Linked DNA regions of Mus musculus: region 1 is linked to region 2. The links are chromatin contacts, called in public HiChIP or PLAC-seq maps. All regions are on one chromosome and are shown on one strand. Each heading gives the region's core, a stretch centred on a gene start, on an enhancer-like site or on the middle of the called end of the contact. The rest is flanking DNA. Distances are from core to core; before and after follow the strand shown.

Region 1 (3,134 bases), core at 398-2,897, 550 kb after region 2:
AGGATACTTGGTTTCCAAACTGAAAAGATTCATGGACATCAGTTTATGGAGAGAAGGAAGATAAGGCTGTACTCAGAGTGACCTATTCAGATCTCACAGCAAAGGACAAAGTGTGTGCAACTACTCTGATAGTTTAAAGGTGGCCAGAACTGTTGGGGAAGAGAGCAACTCCACTGTCCTCTTCCTGTCCTCGTCTAAGTCACCATCAGAAGAAGTACCATATACACATCTCAACTTTAAAACAAAGCAGGCTCCTGGTATTCATGAGCTGGGCGGACTCAAGATCACTAACCTTACCACCTACTAGTGGAAAAGAATCAACAGCCACCCAGAACTCAATATAAATGTGGCTTCTTTGTGTCCCACTCATATACTAATTCCTTAGAGAAAATAACATTCTGAGAATTATAAAACTTAAGATCTTTTCAAAGGTCATGAGACATTTTCCTCACAAATATCAAGGGTTCCTGTATTGAATTTCCCTGCTTGATTTTGCCTTGGGGTAAGAAAATTCCAGGGAAATGTTATTGCTGGTGGTCATAACTAACTCACTGAATCCAACACATCTGCCCCCTACTTGGTTTCCGGCCAGTGTTTTGTTTTATGTTATATATACTTTTTTGGAAAGTCAACATAGTTGCTTGGAAGGCAACAGAGTAAATCCTCAATGGCCTTAAAGCTAGGCTTTCTAGAATCAGTCCCGTTTATCTTAGTCTAGGAGCCATCCATGTTAAAACTACAAAAAAAAAAAAAAAAAAAAATCAAAGACAATGATTTTCTTTTCGGGCAAGAAAGCAATGATAGTTTTCAGATGAATCAATCCAAATCCCAAGGTTATTAGGCAATTGCTGAGAACTATGCTTTGAGCGACACCTAACGGCTGAGAAAATCACACACCCAACTCCTTTGAGGAGGACTCAGATCCATCCCAAGAATCGCAGAAGGCCTGCTAAAAACAGAGGAGCACCTGGTCTCTATACTGCTGGGACCTGCTGGGCTGGGTCGCTGGGCAACTTGTATTTCCACAGTGAGGTCTGAGAACCGGTGATTTATTGCCAAGTCAGTGGCCATGCTAGGCGTGACCCCAGAAATTAAGAGCAGACTGAGGCAAAGGGATTAGGCCCGAGCTGTGCCTTGAACTCTTGAGCGATGGCTGCCCGGGACGGGTGGGGGACGGAACCCCGGGGTGCGGCTGGCTGCCCTCTGGGCAGTTGAGGGATGTGGCGGGGCCCTTGAGAGCAGCCGCCTGGCTGCCAGCCCGGGTCCCCGGCATGGGGGTGGGGGAGTTAGCTGGAGCGCGGGGACGCGGCGCGCCCTAACGCCTGTGCTTCCTGTCCACAGACGAACCCCACGCCTGGAGTGCTGCCGCTGCCGCCGCCCCAGGCCTGCCGGAAGTAGGCGTCTCCCTCGAAGACATCCTCTCTCCATTCTCTCCATCACATCCAGCCCCACCCTCCGACCCTTCCCACCAGATAGGCCCAGACCCAACTTGGGATATCCAAAGGGAACACGACGTTAGGAAACCAAAGGAGCTTTCGGCCGGCGGCCAGAAGAAGCAGCGCCTGGGGGAGCAGAGGGAGCGCTCGGCGAGCCCGCAGCGCAGTGCGCGGCCCAGGCTGGAGGAGGTGCCCGGCGGCCAGGGGCGGCCCGAGGCCGGCAGGCCCGCCTCGGAGGCGGCCGACGGGAAGGAGGCGCTGCGCGGCCGGCGTGAGGGCCTCGGGGCCGCGGGCGCGCGGGAGGCCGAGGCCAAGGTGGGTGTGCGCTCGGGGGCCCGACCCGCAGCGCGGCCCACGGGGGGCGGCCCAGCGCGCAAGGCGACGATGGCGCCGGGGCCCTGGAAGGTGCCGGGCTCCGACAAGCTGCCGGGCGCCCTGCAGCCTGGCGCCTCGGCCGCGGGCAGATGAGCCCCAAGGCGAGGGGCCCCCGCCCGCCTCCACGCAGGCCGATCTTCCTGGGTTCCGTCTCACGGCGTTTTAATTTATTTCCACTGTCACACGCATAGATCTATACGAGGCGCCGAAGCCCGGGAGCGCCGGCGTGCGACGCGCGTAGGCGGCACGGCACGGTGTGCGCGCAGGCAGACCTAAACTGATCCTAAAGCCCCCGGTTCCATGGTGGGAGCTTTGGCAGCTACGGAAGAACCAAAATCACGCAAACATCACAGAGAGACAGTGCAGTGTAGCTTTAGATTCAAAAAGAGAAAAAGAAAAAAGTTCCCCCCACTGCATGAAGGATTTGGATGTCATCCAAACTTTATATCAAGAAACTGGACAAGTTCAGAGCAATCACAAACTGGAATATCGCCTTAAAAAAAAATCAAACTGCACGGAGCAAGCGGAAACTGAGACAAGATTATATCTTTTAATTGATCTAAAGTGTTGTAAATAAATCGTTCTTGACATATCTAGACAGGGGATAAAGGGTTTCTTTGAAACATCCAGAACTGTTCTCCCATGCTACGTTTCCATGGCTCCCCCTTCAGCATCCACCAACGGTATTAGCAGCAGCGTCCCCTGCCTACTGCAGGATGAGTTAGAAACCTAGTGAATTCATTGGTGTGATGCCTTTTTTACTGCCATTTCTGTGGTCAAGTCACATTTCTGTACATTTTCAGTAGTAGGGAAAAAAGGTTTTAAAAATTGTATCCTAGGGAGCAGTTTGCCGTAAGTCAGAATTTTGCAGGTTAGCTCGTAGATCCTAATTGGTTGCCTCTAAAATAATGAGTTTGATAATCAAAAGACCATAATCTGTTTAATCGAGATTGACAACGCTGCAGTTCCTTCCTGAAAAGGCTTCCTGTCATCCCAGGCACTCAGAGATACGTAGCTGCTCTGTTAGCAATCTTCTATTTTACCTATTTGATTGTCTTATTTTAAAGCTCTTCATTTGCACTTTGACAAAGTATTTGTCCTATATTTCTCAAATTAGAATCTCTAATATTGAAAGCATTATGATAACTAATTTATTTTCATTAAAGAACATAAGTCCTTTGGCATTCCTTTCTGCTTTCCTTATTTGATCTCCTTTTTGTTTCCACCTGTAGCTTTTCGCCTCCAATTTGCTAATGCTTTTTGTTACACTAACAATCTATAGATGCACCTTTATGTCCCCGGGTTACCATCGCAGGTCAGCGA
Region 2 (3,032 bases), core at 82-2,581:
TTATTAAGCCTGAGTTGTTAAACTTGTGAACAAAACACATTGTATTCTGTTTACAGAAGCAGGGTTGCTTTCTGCCAGTAACACTTTAACCACAGAAGCCCTCAAATTGTTTTGTTTCGTTTTTTATTTGAAGGACATTGAGCTTACCTTAGCATTTTCCTGTTGATACTCAGCACCTTGGGCAGTGACGTCAGCTGCATTTCCAACCTCTCACATTGTGCATATCTAACTATAAACATATTTCTTCCATCAGTGAATAACATTCAGGTGTAGCAAATAGTTATTTAAACGCGTGAATGATTAGCTATATTGTGATTCCTAAAATGGAGCTGTGACCATGCTAATGTTGTCAGAGTACATCATAAGTGACAGACTGGTCACTGACCAATGGGTACAGATAATACTTTGCTTCCATATAAAACCTGAGTTCAGGCACTCACAGGATGTTTGTTGTACTTTAATATTATTATAACTTCTGCATTTTCCTCCCATCTCTTAACATTTTTTAAGACTGTTTCTTCCTGCTCCTTCCTTCTGTAAAAGTAAAAAACAGACCTACTGTCATTTACAGCAATCACACATTGTGCACTGGCCCAGTGTGGCCAATCTGTCCCTGTGCTCCAATTCTCTTGGTTTTGGACCTGTGACCCTAACACTCAACCTCTTTCTCATCTTTACATTTGTTGCTAGCATTTGCAATGCCCAGCACTGAACTTGCTTTCAATAGATTTTGGATTCATGTTCCGCTTTTGCCCAGGACACCCTAGTTGGCTGAACAGACATACCCCCACCTTCCCAGTGTTCAAAACACAAGTAACCACTGCATGCCTGTTTTAGGTAGGATTAATCATAGGTCTACAGTTCTTGAAATAAGTAATTAAAACTTGGCAGCTACAGATAGCCTTTTGTTGCCCACACTACTGCAGTGTCTCACTTTAACCTGTACAGTTTCATAAGATTGCTTTTCACCTCCATGGAGGCTAAATGTTTTCACCAAAGTACTTCTGAGTGAAAAGGAAAGTAAATGTCTACATGAGAACCTATGGTTAGCTTTCTTTATAACTTTTATATTTTTTAAACAGAATTTGCCCAATAAAATGGTTCAAGGCAAATTGGGCCTTTATCTCCTGGGCAGAGGGGACCCGTAAAAGCTCCCTGTGTGTGCCCTCATGCTACATTGTACATTTGCATGTCATTCACTGCAAGCCCAGCAGCTGCATGGCAAGTTGCTCTTGGGCCCTATCAAAGCCTGGAAGGTTCTTCAGGAGAGTCTCCTCAGAAATGCCTGCTCTCAAAGTTGACATGCAGCAGGAGGAGTTTTTAAGCATGTGCCTCTCAGCTCAGCCATGCTGGGAATATGAATCAGATGCAAAGTAGACGTCAAGGGGAATGCTTTAACTAAGTAAGTCAAGCAAGCAGATCTCACAAAAGGAGGCACAAGCAAGACAGCTGGCTTGACAGCAGATCTTTTGGAAGAAACTTGGAAGGTCTCAAAGCTCACAAGCTTATGTAACAAGACCACTGAATAAGAAAATTAAAAGGAAATACCCCCAAATAAGGTAAACTTCATATGCATTAGTGCAGGATAAAACGATGTTTTCAGCATTCCACCACCCTTTAAATGCTACACCAAAGAAATAAGAGACTGTCTGGAATACACTCTTCTGGCTGCATGAAAAAGCACGCTATACAAATTGTAATACAGCTACTGAGCACTAAGTCACAGATGCATTCTAGGCACTGTCCTGGGTGCTGAACCAACATCCATATGTTTGTTAGTAGCTCAACATTTCCACAATTCAGGCAATTTCTTTTTAACCCTTACATGAGTCCAAGCTCAGAGAAGTTAATTATGTTGCTTCAAATCCTACAGGTACCAAGTGGTTGAGATAAAAATTTAATAGTAGAATAAATAATATTACTACACATATTTAGAAGTGAATACAGAATCAATTGAAATTCCTGTATGAAGTCAAGGGAGGTAGGCTTCCCATTTTTGATGGGTATCTGAACATTTACAACTTTACTAAATTTATTCACAGCAAATATTTATTAATTCTCCTCCTTTAGTCTGAACTGAACTTGTATAGTTTACAGAACTCCATATAATGGAAAAATGGACCAATTTTAAAACTAAAGGAATAATAACGAAAGATCTATTAATGAATGGTGAAAATCCTGTATAATTGCATCATGTAGTCTATAGATTTCTAGAGTCAGACTATGCCCCTGTCACTATGGAAACTAGATGTTAAGGAAAATGATCCAGATGATTTTTAATATTCATTGTCAATTTAAATGGATCTAGCCTCACCACAGAGACTGTGGACATCTGTTAGAGATGTTCTAAATTTAGTTAGTTGCAGTGGACAGATCTATCCTAACTTTGAGGAGCACCATTCCCTGTCTGGGGTTCCAGACTACACAAAGCAGAGATGTAGCTGAACATCAGAATTCATCACTCTCTGCTTCCTGCCACCTATACAATGCTACCAGCTGCTTCTGGATACTGCTACCACCACACCACAGCACATGGACCACACCCTCCCAAACTGCAAGCTAAAATAGACTCACACACACACACACACACACACACACACACACACACACACAGTGCTTCTTGTCAGGTGTATGTTAACACAGCAAGAAGAAAGTAATTGATATGATTGCTTAGAAAATCCATAGAATAAAAGACAAGACACAGTCTATATATTTCTGTAGATAGAGTCTTTACTTTCTCTGTGGGACGTTAACATTAAGAGACTTGGTTAGTTGCACTGTTCAAAGTGCCTGTGAAAAAGATGGCAGCTTGGGTTATGCTGAGCATGAACAGTTGTCTTTATGAGTGTGAATAAAGGAGACACAGTATCATATAACAAGTACATTGCCATCAAGGTTCACAAAATCTTTACTTGAAATCTTCTTCACTGTGGTTCAGTGGAGTCATGGGAAAGCATGAGCTAAGTGAAGTTCTTATCTATTCCATTGCATCTTATACATTCCATTGCAACTGTGGTGTTTTTACTGGTACA

What was found. HiChIP or PLAC-seq counts read pairs in DNA pulled down with a chosen protein or histone mark.
Region 1: a contact with region 2 is called in an H3K4me3 HiChIP or PLAC-seq map of embryonic basal ganglia, with 5 times the contacts expected there. The contact joins two enhancer-like sites. A contact is called at or near these places in 8 of 39 promoter capture datasets (embryonic stem cells, frontonasal cranial neural crest, hippocampal neurons and 4 more), 11 of 115 datasets of contacts at active chromatin or transcription factors (astrocytes, bone marrow-derived macrophages, embryonic basal ganglia and 6 more) and 1 of 9 other capture datasets (embryonic stem cells).

What each region holds. Positions count from the first base shown.
Region 1 is chr5:20,700,729-20,703,862 of GRCm38.p6, forward strand. It overlaps Magi2 (membrane associated guanylate kinase, WW and PDZ domain containing 2), which reads left to right. Exons shown (of 23, transcript NM_001170746.1): 23 at 1,342-3,134. The coding sequence ends at 1,398. Among named protein-coding and RNA genes, the nearest start is that of Gm52763, 21 kb to the left of the region's middle. Within about 2 kb of position 1,648, at least 415 of the 459 cell types and tissues checked have an H3K27ac peak or open chromatin away from gene starts, as enhancers often do. A contact at or near this core is called in embryonic basal ganglia and hippocampal neurons, where this site is marked.
Region 2 is chr5:20,152,195-20,155,226 of GRCm38.p6, forward strand. All of the region lies in intron 3 of Magi2 (membrane associated guanylate kinase, WW and PDZ domain containing 2), which reads left to right. Among named protein-coding and RNA genes, the nearest start is that of Gm25761, 39 kb to the left of the region's middle. Within about 2 kb of position 1,332, at least 11 of the 459 cell types and tissues checked have an H3K27ac peak or open chromatin away from gene starts, as enhancers often do. A contact at or near this core is called in embryonic basal ganglia and hippocampal neurons, where this site is marked.